Linked DNA regions of Mus musculus: all the other regions are linked to region 2. A link is a contact called in public HiChIP or PLAC-seq data. All regions are on one chromosome and are shown on one strand. The core of a region is the stretch at or near the end of the contact, and the rest is flanking DNA. Distances in the headings are between cores, read along the strand shown. Region 1 overlaps Cdh1 (cadherin 1). Region 2 overlaps Smpd3 (sphingomyelin phosphodiesterase 3, neutral). Region 3 overlaps Cdh1 (cadherin 1).

What was found. HiChIP or PLAC-seq counts read pairs in DNA pulled down with a chosen protein or histone mark.
Region 1: a FOXA1 HiChIP or PLAC-seq map of pancreatic cancer cells shows a contact between it and region 2. The contact joins two enhancer-like sites. A contact is called at or near these places in 1 of 39 promoter capture datasets (hippocampal neurons), 1 of 115 datasets of contacts at active chromatin or transcription factors (pancreatic cancer cells) and 1 of 9 other capture datasets (pancreatic islet).
Region 3: an HNF4G HiChIP or PLAC-seq map of pancreatic cancer cells shows a contact between it and region 2. The contact joins two enhancer-like sites. A contact is called at or near these places in 2 of 484 Hi-C or Micro-C datasets (the CH12 cell line and bone marrow-derived macrophages), 2 of 115 datasets of contacts at active chromatin or transcription factors (embryonic stem cells and pancreatic cancer cells) and 1 of 9 other capture datasets (adipose tissue).

What each region holds. Positions count from the first base shown.
Region 1 is chr8:106,620,864-106,625,033 of GRCm38.p6, forward strand. The region is part of intron 2 of Cdh1 (cadherin 1); the gene reads left to right. Among named protein-coding and RNA genes, the nearest start is that of Cdh1, 20 kb to the left of the region's middle. Within about 2 kb of position 2,413, at least 67 of the 459 cell types and tissues checked have an H3K27ac peak or open chromatin away from gene starts, as enhancers often do. A contact at or near this core is called in pancreatic cancer cells, where this site is marked.
Region 2 is chr8:106,275,395-106,279,616 of GRCm38.p6, forward strand. The region is part of intron 2 of Smpd3 (sphingomyelin phosphodiesterase 3, neutral); the gene reads right to left. Among named protein-coding and RNA genes, the nearest start is that of 4930506A18Rik, 4.7 kb to the right of the region's middle. Within about 2 kb of position 1,502, at least 13 of the 459 cell types and tissues checked have an H3K27ac peak or open chromatin away from gene starts, as enhancers often do. A contact at or near this core is called in pancreatic cancer cells, where this site is marked.
Region 3 is chr8:106,638,688-106,642,891 of GRCm38.p6, forward strand. All of the region lies in intron 2 of Cdh1 (cadherin 1), which reads left to right. Among named protein-coding and RNA genes, the nearest start is that of Cdh1, 37 kb to the left of the region's middle. Within about 2 kb of position 2,419, at least 52 of the 459 cell types and tissues checked have an H3K27ac peak or open chromatin away from gene starts, as enhancers often do. A contact at or near this core is called in pancreatic cancer cells, where this site is marked.

The DNA.
Region 1 (4,170 bases), core at 1,163-3,662, 350 kb after region 2:
GAGAGGTGTGAACTGGGCCTCAGGGACCCCAGAGACAGGAGGGGAGGTCATTACAGGAAAGTCGGATTCTTTTCCTGGCTTTGTTCTTATAACCATCGTGTGTGTGTGTGTGTGTGTGTGTGTGTGTGTGTGTGTGTGTGTGTGTGTGTACGTGTGTGTACGTGTGTGTGTGTGTACATGCGTGCGCGCACACGTGCACGCGGCTGATGCCCTCTTTCTGGCCACCCTTTATTTATTTGTAATATTTATTTATTTATTTATTTATTTATTTTTGGTTTTTTTGAGACAGGGTTTCTCGTATAGCCCTGGCTATCCTGAAACCCACTTTATAGACCAGGCTGGCCTTGAACTCAGAAATCTGCCTGCCTCTGCCTCCCGAGTGCTGGGATTAAAGGTGTGCGCCACCACTGCCCGGCTTCTGTTCACTCTTAAGCGTACCCAACAGCCCATCCTGCACCAGCCCAGAGAGTCTGCAGAGTCCCCTGTGAAAATGTGGGCAACCTGTTCCTCCTGGCATCAGGTGGGGAGGAGAGGCAGATTATGCAGAATCAATCAATAGCAATCAATAGGTCCAATGCGGAGGAGACAAAGGATTGAGATGAGACAGGGGGCGTCCCACGTCCAATTCCTTTATTGCTGCAGTCCTTTCTGCCCCTCTTTACAAACAGGAGACTGAGGTTTAGAAAGGCAGGCTAGGGTAGTGGGTGGAAGGGTGAGGTGAACCTACAGGGGAGACTAAGGAGCCAGATGAATGGGGAAAGGGAGGCAGCCTCTTAATCCTTTTGTCTGTAGCTCCATCTTTGGAAATGCTGAGTAATTAATCAATTGTTAAAGGGCTTTCTGCCGAATTCTGGGGAAAGCCTTTACTTTTAATGAGCTGCTAGTCTGTCTCTTCAGTGCTGGGAATGAGTCTAGAGCCACCTGTCTCCTAGGCAAACACTTTACTGCTAAACTACTAAGCTCTGCTCCCCCACACTCCGGGTTAGCCTTTACATCTGTATCTGTCTGCCTCTGTTGGGATTTCAGGTGTGTGCCACCCCCTGTGCTCCTCAGTGTATTTCTACAGGGTGGTGGTACCTAAGGAAAAATCCATTCCTAGGGACTCTGACGTAAATATTTGGGATGAGGTCTGTCAAGGACTGGGCATTTTAACTTCACTTATTTTTATAGCCCTGAGGGTGGACATGGGACCTCTTGTAGGCTAGGTAGGTTTCCTTCCTTTTTTCTCCCCTTTTGTTTCTTTTTCTTTTGACAGGGTCTTTACTAGCCTTGGGCGGTCTGGAACTCACTGTGTAGACTAGGATAGCCTCAAACTCCTAACGGTCTGCCTGCCTCTACCTCTTGGCCTAGGGCTGTGGACTGTCTTTTTGGTCCTACTATAAGGATCATCTGGACCAGAACGCACGTTCTCAAGCCTACGCTGGGGAGTGCCTCACCTAGAAAGCTTAAAAGCGTAGACTCTCGCTGGATGTGGTGGCTCAGGCCTTTGATCCCAGTACTCAGGAGGCAGAAGCAGGTAGATCTCTGTGAGTTCCAGGACATCCAGGGCTACATAGAGAGACATTGTTTGCCCCCAAAGCACAGACCCTGACAGGCCTGTCCATCTTAAGGAACGGAGGCCAGAGACCTGTTGGTAGTTGATGGTTTGATGGTTTATTTAGAAACTCTCCCTGATGGTTCTTGACTTGGGGAGTGAGGAGAAGCCACTTCAAGTTGTAGACAAGGTGTGTGTGTGTGTGTGTGTGTGTGTGCAAGTGTGCCAATGTGTAAGTGTGTCTGTATGCCTTGCACACACACAGTTGTTTCAAGTGTGCTATGTAGCCAAGGATAACACTGAACTCTGAATTCCCCTTTATCTGTTTATGGGCACACATTTCCCCCCTGAGGGATATAAATTCTCCTTGAAGTGTTGATTCACCCCTGAAGTAGAATCAGGTCTAAAGTGGGGATGAATCTCAGGGTCCTTCCAGGTAGAAATGTAGGGCAACAATGACAGTACACTGTACCCTCCTCCTCCCTGTCCTTCTCCCCGCTTCTTTTTTCTTTTTGAGCTCTGAGTGACTGGAAGTCATGTAGATTGGCTGGTCCCGATCTTGTGCCTTTGCTTCCCGGGTGCTGAGAGTCGTGTGTTCTGAAGAACAGATTTAAGCAGGCAAGCAGGCTATGTAAGATGTGTGACAGAATTCCAGAGTTGAAGAGGCTGGATGGCCAAGGGACCTGGCTCTGTCCATCCAGCCTTCAGTCTGCCTTTTCTTCTCGCTGGGAGAGTGGCTTGGTTAATCCACACCAGTGGGTGACTTTACAAATTAACTCCCGTGACCTTGGACTGTTCCATCCATAAACACGGCTCCCTAGTTTATGAGTTGCCCAGCCCAGTGTTAAAAATCTACGGTGAACTAAGCCCTGGGAGAAGCCAGTGTGAAACTCAAACTGAGCAGAGACCAGATCAAACATGGAGATAAGACAGCTACAGTTTCACTTTTGGGCAGGGCCAAGAATTTCAGGACTTTCTTTACTACAGATGGGGCGTTATTTTGCTTTCCTATGGGTGTGTGTGTGTGTGTGCTGATTTAGTTTATGATTCATTGATTTTGGGGTTTGATAGCAGGTCTAGGGAACACATAATGCGTTACAGATATTTGATTTTAAATGTATTCCTGGTACTTTTTGGGGGGGGGTTGTTTATTGTTTTGAGGTTTCTCTTTTCCCCCGGCTGTCCTAGAACTCATGCTATAGACTAGACTGTCCTCAAACTCAAGATTTGCCTGCTTCTGTTTCCTGAGTATTGGAATTAAAGGCACGCACCACCACTGCCAAGTTGTTTGCCTGGTATTTTAGAAAGGGCAATTAGTCATGAGCCTGAGGGTTTTTCACATTTATTTGTTTTGCTTGTAACAAGTTAACCAGTGACAGGTTTACTTTAGTTCTCTCTGTCTCTGTCTTTGTGTCTCTGTCTCTTATCTTTCCTTGACAGGGGGGTCTCATGTAGCTTCGGTTGACCCCAAACTCACTATTTTAGCCACCAGGGCCTTTAGCACCTAGTCTTCTGACTGTAAGTCCTCTGAGTGCTGGGGTCACAGGTCTAACCTTCTCATTGAGGAAACTTTGGCCTCTATCTCTGGTCATCAATACTGATCTGGAGATCTCTGAGATACTATTACTGTGGAAGGCCATTTGATTCTCTTATGATGGAGCCTGATGAGCCAGACCAGAGAATGGCTCCTATTAGGCTCATAAACTGGAATGCTTACTCACTGGGGAGTGGCATCATTTGAAAGGATTAGAAGGATTAGGGGTGTGGCCTTGTTGGGGGAAGTATGTCACTGGAGGTGGGCTTTGAGGTTTCAAAAGCCCATGTCAAGACCAGTGTGTGTGTGTGTGTGTGTGTATGTGTCTGTCTGTCTGTCTGTCTGCCTCTTTGGATCAGGTTGTAGCTCTCAGCTACTGCTCCAGCACCATTCAAGCCACCATGATGATTAATGGGCCAAACTTTTGAAACTGTTAGACAAGTCCCCAGTTAAACGCTTTTTTGGATATGAGTTCCTTAAGTCACATGCCTCTTCAGCAATAGAACAGTGATATTGGACAACCAGGAGCGTGCTGGAAAAGTGAGAAATTTAGAATTTTTCCCAGCAGTGGGAATTTCCTGTGTCCTGATGCCGATGCCCTCTTTTCAAGACTAAACTGAGAACTTTGCTCCTTTGCTGCTTCCCTCCTTCCATCCTTACCTGCTCCAGTGAAGAATTTGTTGACATCCGTATCTCAGGCACAAGGGGGAAAACAAAGGGAAAATAAAGATAAGAGGAGGAGGGCTGAGTGGCAAAGTGAGTGCCATACAGCTTAGAACTCTGCAGAAAGCAGACCACAAATTTGCCTCTGTTCCTGCCAGGCAAAATAAAGAGGGAAATCTGATCAGCCCTCCTGCTGGACTTCAGTGTGCTGGCCATTAGTGGGGTGCCTGGCTCCTCCAGAGAGTTCTTGCTTCATTGTAGCTCCCACCACTCTAATGTGCTAGACTTCCCATTTGCAATTGTCTTTACTAGATAACCAACTAATGCTTGGGTGGACAACATTGCACAATAGAGGGCAGAGATTTCAGTCATGTGTGTCACCACCTACACAGCTCCATGAGGAGCATTTTTGCATCTTTGCACTCCCCCACTCCCCGGG
Region 2 (4,222 bases), core at 252-2,751:
TTCTGGTCATGGTGCTCCACCCCAGCGACAGCCACACTAATACAACTCCAAGTTTAGGTCTCATACTAGCACAGCGGTCATTTAAAACACTGAGCCAGTACCCTAGTCCTGCTTGTTTTTTGAGACTGAGGCTTTCGGTTTTGCTTTGGTTTTTTTTTTGAGACAGGGTTTCACTGTAGCCCTGGCTATCCTGGAACTCATTTTGTAGACCAGGCTGGCCTCAAATTCACAGAGATCTGCCTACCTCTGCCTTCTTAGTGCTGAGATTAAAGGCGTGTGCCACCATTGCCCTGTCTGTGACTATGATTTGATGTTCTAAAATATTATTATGTAGCCCAGGCTGGCCTCCAGCTCACAATACTTTTGCCTCTTGCTGAGTAGTTCTGATAGAGCGTGCAGGAGTCTTGGCTCTGGCTGCAGCAGTTCCTATGTACATAGATTGCTAGTGTGGATGAAATACATTTCTACACAGCAGTGACTTCTGAAAGGATTGGGCGTGCTTTACTTTGGTAAAAGTCTGGGCAAACTTTTCCCTTTGTCCAGACGTCTCTTCAAGGTTGCATTTCCTAGTCCCCTTGTGAGACAGTTCACTTAACAGCAGGTGTCAGAACTTCCATAGAGTTCTCTCCTTCTGCCACATGGACCTGTGGGGTTTGAGATTATAGCTACTCCATCAGCCAGGGCCCCAGATTACCACTATATAACTGGACTCATAAAGCATCTTTGATTTCTAGATAGGGTTTCCTACATCCTGGTCTGACTTTGACCTTACTATGTGGCCAAGGATGACCTTGAACTTTTGCTCTTCCTACTTGAACCTCTTAGATATTGGGATTTCAGGCATGAGCCACCACAGTCGGTTCCTTATGATTGTAGGGATTGAACACAGGCCTTCATGCCTGTCAGACCAGCACTCTACCTTCAAGCTATATCCACAGCCCCAGACAGCCTCTGATGATAACCACAGCACTGACCATCCCATTTTGATCAGCAGAGGAAGGCAAGGTTTTCTGTATAATCGGTCTCCCTGCTTGACTCCAGAACGCAGCCTTAATGAGTGACAGGCTTTGGTTTCTAGGACTACATCCAGATCTACCTCTGGACTCCACTTTCTTCATCCCCATTTCAGTGATGATAGCAATGTCTCTCTGCTCAGACGCCAGGCTAGGAGGAGGCCCACTGCTCACTCATCCCTTCACTGTTCACTCCTGCTTTGTGCCCAGATCCTCTGGGACCATGAGGCACTGGGACTCTTGAGCCTTAGGCTTTTCATTTTTAATGGAGATTTTTCTGCTCAGGGAGAAAGAGTTTGACGTCAGTAGACAAGAAATCCATAAACACAGAGAAGAAAATCCATGTGAATGGATAGAAACCTCTATAAGAGGTTGATCTAGGGGCCGGCAGGGCCTACAGAAGACAAGCAGGAAGCAGCAGGATCAGGTCCTCACAGGTGGACCCATGTTGAGACAGAGCCAAGAGCCTATGCTTCATGCTTGGGGCCAGAGCCAAGAGGTTGGGTGTGGCCAGATACTATGGGGTAGTAGTGTTGGACAGCAGACAGGGTCAAGGCAGAGAAGTTAAACAAGGAACTTGGGAAGCAGAGTCAGATATGGTTTCTGCAGGTGTTTGGTGAGAAATGCTGGTGACCATGCACGTATGGAAGGTGCAGGTGTCCTCCAGAGGGTGTGGGGATGGAAGGGTGCTGCATATTGACTGGGCAGGGCAAACGGTGAGCAAGGGAGAGGCAGGTAGAGCAGAGAGATCGAGAACTGAGTGTGGACACAAGAGAGATGGAGCCACACAAGAGCCACTCCTGCCTCCCAAGGCCACTCCCTTAGTGACCACAGTGACTGCTTACAGGCAAGAAGGACACAGACACAGGAAGATTGGCTCTGGACTGTGGGCAGGAGAGCGTGCTTCTGTACCCACTGAGTCCCCCTGAGTGGTTTGTTTGCCTTGTTTTTACTTTTTATTTTATGTGTGTGGGTGTCCTGCCTACATGTAGGTCTGTATGCAGTATATATGTCTGATGCCTTGGAGGCCAGAAGAGGCGTTGGCTCTCTGGAACTGAAGTTACAGATCGTTGCGAGCTGCCATGCGGGGTGCTGGGAAGTGAACCCAGATCCTTTGGCAGAGGAACCAATGCTCCTAACTGCCGAGGCAGCTCCTCGAGCCCTGGTTTGTTTAGTTTAAAGATAGTACACCGGCATGTAGCTTAGGCTAACCTACATAACCATTCACAGTGTGCTGGTGCTATCCGGAAGCTGCCCTCTAGCTGGCTGGGAGTGAACAGCCCAGCTTGAGGCTGCACTCCCATTCATACAGAAGAAGTGGGGGCAGTGTATCTGGGTGGACTTGCTGTTAAGTTTTCAAAAGAAAATCTCCGTAAAGACGTCAGCACTAATGAAAACCCAGTTCATGCGGTTTTGGTCAGAATCGCTTTAAGAAATAATCCCAGGAGACTGCGTGTAGTGATACACACAATCTCAGCGCTCGGGAGGCTGAGGCAGGAAAGTTAAAACTAGCTAGCCTCAGCTACATAGTGATGGGAACTTGTTTCACACAAACAGCAGTAAAAATTAGATCCAGGGGCTGGAGACGTGGCCCAGTGATTGATTGCTTAGCATGTTCAAGACCTTGCTCAGGTAGGAAAAGGAAAGGCAGGAGAGAGGAAGAGAGGACTAGACTCTAAGGCTTTCCTTTCGGCTCCTTGATTTCTGTTTCCTTCTTTTCTGCCCCTGGTCCCTTGTCACTGTGCTTCTTGCCCTCTCCCTGCTCTCACAACTGTCCCTCTTGAGAGCTCTGTGATGTTGCCCTGACTCTTAATGCCCAACTTTCCCCTGTCTCTCTTCAAACCCCTCAGGTGACTCCTCATGGGACAACCAGCATAGGTGCTTCATGACCTTTGACCCCATGTAGTTGACTGACAGTTTCCCTTCAGGTTCATTTTTCCTCTTGTTTTCCTAACACCAGCGCGGTCTCTCAAGGCGTCACCGAGCCATCATCCTCTTCCATATCCCGCCTCCTCTCAGAAGCCCGCAGCTCTGCTTCTGGGGCTCTGGAGCTGGATTGCCACAGGCATGCCCAGCCGCCTGGTCCTCTCCTGCCACAGACCACAGCAGCCTCCCCTGACTTTCCAGCACCTCGCCCCTTCCTCTGGCTCGCCTGCTCACTGCTGGGATCTTTCTGAATGACACAGTAGACCACACTGCTTCCTCTTAAGCCTTCAGCGGCTCCTGCTGATGCTCCATCTACTTAGGGGAAAGCAGGCTCTGCCCAGCAGCCTGACTTCTGTGTTTCCTGCTTCTGGAGCCCCAGGAGCTCAGACCTGAGCAGTTTCCCATGATGCCTTTGCAGGTATGGTTGCCTCAGCCCTCATCTGTGCAGAAGGATGTGGCTCCAGCAGAGGTCAGCCTCCGGAGCACAGTGGTGTCCTCTCTCTGTCAAGTCTCAGCCAGTCCCCACCTATGGCTCCCAAGATCACTGTGGACCTTTGATCTGCCTAAAGCAAACATCTGTCTTGGCAGTTTCTTGGTTTTATGCAGCTTTGCAGTCTGTACACCAGAAAGGTGACCAGCCCCCATCACACAGATTTGACCAAAGGACTCTGGGATGGAGCAGTCTTGAGAGCAAGAGAAGGGCAAGATGTATGGTGACACAGGACCAGGGGCAAAGAGCAGAAAAATTGAGCAAACGAGTGCCCTTACTGAATTCCCTCCTAGCCCCCACTTTCTGGCTTCCTTTCTTTCCTTCTTTTCTGACTGGAGGCTCAAGCTATGTCAACACATCCCATACTTTAAGCAAGTGGGGTCTGGTAGGTTGTTTCTTAAGACCTGAGGACCAAGGAGTGATATTCCACTCCTCTCAGAGGAAGAAGGCACTGTTTTCTAACTCTGAGGACCGATGAGGAGCGAGGTCAATGCCCCACTCCTGCCCACAGACATCATCTGCCCCTAATTGTGTGGCTGGTCGGGACGTAACAGGAAGCCTGCTACCTGCCTGACAGGGGCAACCCTGTGCACCCTGACCCTTGAACCACGGCCAGAATGGCTTCAGCTCCTCAGAGACACCTGCAGTCACTCGGGAGCTCAGACTTCCTCCCCTTCCCTTCCTTTCTCTCTGTATGTTGAGATGGGGCACAGCCAAGAACCAGGACATGGTAAAGACCTGAAGGAGACTGGAAATGAGCAGAGAAAGCAGAAATAATGGATCTGCCTTTTGG
Region 3 (4,204 bases), core at 1,169-3,668, 360 kb after region 2:
CGAAACCCTAATAACTATATTTCTTCGAGTTCGTTGAGTTGTAATTTGCACACCTTACAATTTGCCCAGTGGAAATGCGTGTTAATTTTTATAGGTGCACTCAGTGGCTCACCCGTCACCCGGATCCAGTTTTAGATTTGCATTACTCAGGAGCCCCCTTTGGGTCAATTGGCAATCTAATACCTGCCTTGCCTCAGCCCCAGGCCTCCGTGGGCCTGCTTTCTGTCTGCAATGTGTCCTGGCTGACCTGAACTCATTCATGGATGTAAACTAGGCTGGCTCAGAGTTCTGCAAGCCTCTGCCTCCTGAGTGCTGGGATCAAAGGTTGCATGTGCCACCACACCCCGCAGTCTCTTCATTTTCTAGTAGCTGCGTAAATAAGACAAGTACATTTTTGGGTGAGCACTTAATGCTTAGTGTAGTTGAGGCTTTACATACCTGTGCTTTTGGGAGGGCTAGGAATGTAGCCCAAAGGCAGAGCGCTGGCCTAACATGCCCAAGGGCCTGCATGCTACCCTAAACACTGCAAAAGGAAAATGTGGCGTTTCTATTTGTTGGGGAGTTGTGAGTTGCCATAGCTTAATTTATCCATCCTGGCAACAATAGATTCATTGTAAGACTTTTAGAGGTTTGTTTTGTTTTAAAGTATAGGTGTCTGCATGTGTGCCTGGGTGTTTGCATGTGTCTGCATGTGTGCCTGAGTGTATGCACGTGTCTGCATGTGTGCCTGAGTGTATGCATGTATACCACATGAGTGCATGAGCCCTCAGGTGTCAGAACAGGGCATTAGGTCCTTCAGAGTTGGAGTTACAGGGTGGTTGTGAGCTGCCCCAGGGTTCTGTGAACCAAACTCAGGTCCTCTGTAAGAGCAGTGAGCACTCTTAACTCTCCAGTTAACCCTCCAGCCAAGCCATCTCTCCATCTCTCAGCCACCTTTTTATTTGTTTTTGTTTTATAGGCAGATTTGAAAAGAGAAGGGGGAGGGAAGAGAAGAGAAAAGTATTAATTCACTTATCACATATCATTCCCATTTCGCATGTGAATCAAATGCCTTTGGTATATGAACAGAATTTGCAACCATCCCCCATCAACTTGGGAGCGTTTTCATGGGTACTAGAGAGATGGCTCAACAGGTAAGAGCGTTTGCTGTTCTCACAGAGGAACCGGGTTCTGTTCCCAGCGCCCACATGGTGGTTCACCACCATCTATAACCCCAGTTCTAAGGGATCTGATGATGCCTTTCTGTGACCTCTGTGGCATTAAGCATCCATGTGGTGTACAGACAGACAGACATGGAGCTAAAACACTCACACATTGAGGAAAATGAAAAAAATATAACATATATTTAGTTATTAAAAAGGAATGTGCCCCTTGCCACCCGCCATCTCCCAAGTCCTATCTGTAGATCTTTTTGATCTGGGACGTTCGAGTGTGACAAAGGAATGGCACGGGGTCTGTGTGGTCTTTTGTGTCATTCAGCATCTGCTATCTCCACTCTGGCATGTTAGCTAACGCTGCAGTTTCACCTTGTAACACTCCCTCCCACGCACATACAGAAGGCATTGCTGTTGATATTCAAAACTAAGCCAAATCCCAGTCGGAGTGCAAAATAGACGTCCTGACGGAGTGCCGTCACTTTAGAACCCAGCCATCAGGGTTAGTAAGTGGAAGGACTATGTTCTCACTTTCCATTCCCGGACAAGGGAGTGAAGGAAATTCCCCAAACCCAGCAGGTCAGGCTGGAGAAAGACTGTGTGGGAGTCGTCTATATTCAACCAGTGTTTGAGCCCTACTCTTGCCATTTATGCTGTGTGACCTTGGAAGAGGCATTTAACATCTCTGAGCCTTTGCTGAGTCATGTTTCCCTCTTTATGCCTGATGCAATGACTTACTTACTTACTTTATTTATTTATTTATTTATTTATTTATTTATTGGTGATTCTTTGCTCACATTGGATTCTATAGGAGCTTGGAGAAAATTTAAGATCTGCCAATTCCTGGGCTCTTCCATCTCTGGATATCTGTATTGAGTTAGTTGGAGTTAGGACCCAGGACTGGGTAGTTTTCAAAGCACACCAGGACAGTATGTGCACTGTACACCAGATCCGAGAGGGTGATTATAGGCATTTTGGTCAACATGCTTTAGTCCCCGAGTGGGACTGGAGGCCTGAGAGCTCATAAGGCTACATTAAGGACTAGAGAGGGCTAGGAGGGCCTGGCTCAGCGGCACTCAGGCCTGCCTGCCTGCCTTTTGTCGGGGGGTGGCAGGGGTTGAGGGTGGGGGACTCAGCTGTATGGAATTTAGAACAGGATTCTCTCTGGGCTTGGGAAAATCCACAGAAGGGAAAAGTAGAGAAGCAGCCTCCTTCCTAATCAATAAGCAAACAAGTCGTGGAGTCGCCCAAACAGCCACAGGAATGCTCCGTGGGCTGTAGCCAGTGGCAGTGCCAGAGAGCACCCCTGTATTTAGGCAGTAGGGTGCGGTGGTATTGTCTGCTTGCAGCTAAAAGCCAGGACACCACAGCCCTGACTTGGCATGAAAGCCAAAGGTTTTTTTTTTTTTTCTTTCTTTCTTTTTTTTTAAACCTGTATGTGTCTCCCTTTGTCTGCTGGTGTCAGCTGGGCCAGAAGAGAGGATATCAGATCCCCTGAAACTAGAATTACAGGCAGATGTGAGGTACCTGGGGAGGGTGCTGGGATTTGAACCACATCTTCAGAAGAGAAGTTAAGTGCTCTTAAAAACTGAGCCAGCTCTTCAGGCCCATTTCTGGCCCCACCCTATCCCTATTACAGCAGGTAGGGACAAATTCCCCATCTTCTTGCACCGGATTTCAGTTTCTCTTAAAAGAATTGCCTCCTCACCGGACAGTGCCTCCAGGAACATTGAAACCTGGGTTGTGGACACTGGACTGTCTAAGAGGGGCCTGGAGAGGAAAATGACTTCAAGCTGCTGTTTCTTTTCCTTGGTCTTGACATGAAGGACAAGTAGATGGAGGCGATCTTGGCTCTTTAGATGGAGGAGATCTTAGCTCTTCTGAACTGAAGGAACAGGGGCCATTGCTGGTTGCAAGCCTATGTAGACTTCAATACCTACCAGCTACCGTAACTTCAATTCCAGTACTGTGGTCACATCTGCTGTGTTCTCACCTGGCTCTTCTGTGCAGCACCCAGGCTGTGACAGGCACAAGGAGCTTGGGTGGGTCTTCTGCACTACCCTGTGCCTTGTGGCTTGAGCATGTCTCTGGAAGTCCAGCCTTCCCTGCTATCCTTGATTAAATCAGTCCCACCCACCTTGGTCCCTGTTACCTTCTCTGTCTGATATGTGTTTGTTACCCCAGCTGCCTTGGGTCACAACTCTTGGGAGGAAAGAAACCCACATATTTTTTGAGAAAGAATCCTTACATTCTTGAGGGGGTGAGTGGGGGAAGTGCCCCTTGGCAGAGGTGAGCTGTGGTGTAAAAGAGAGGCAAGACTGGGGCCTGAACCCTTGAATGTGTTTAACCACATTCACCAAGCTGCAAGACTATTAACACGTCTCATGTCTGAGGCTGATGGCAGGTTTTACCCTGTTGATTGTAGTTGGCTCACTGGAGTTACCATGGAGCTTGGAACACATGGCGAGGTAGAACCTGGGCAGATAATCACTGCCCCAATGTCTACAGTCAGCATGAATGACCTTACATCTGGGGGTGGGGGGGCAGTCCTGGGTGATGATGGAGTGTCCTTTGTCCTGTTTACTCTCAGAAGTCAGGGTTAAATGAGCCTGAGTGAATTCTCTCCCTTCTGTGCCTTTGCTGGGCTCTCCTTGCTGCACTCCTCTGGGTGTTATCCCTGGCCTCCTTTGAGATGTTTTTGTTGATGTTGTTTTTTGAGACAGAGTCTCACTAGGAGTCCACTCTAGGCTCCAACTTGCTCTGTAGCCTCTTGATCCTCCTGCCTCCGAGTGTTGGAATTAAAGGGGTATGCCACCACACCTGGCCTCCTGGTCTGAATTAGTGAAGTTAGTGACTTTGTTTTGGACCAGGACATTTAAGAGAAGTTGGGAGAAAATCTGGTAACTTTAATGCAAATAAGTTTCCTGTCCTTGGAATCCCCCCCCCACCCCAGAGTCTCCTTTCAACACAGGCGCACATATCTATGGCATTAGGAACACAGGCTGGGGGTTTGCTTGTGTAGTATGACCTTTCGAGCTCCTGGTCCTTGC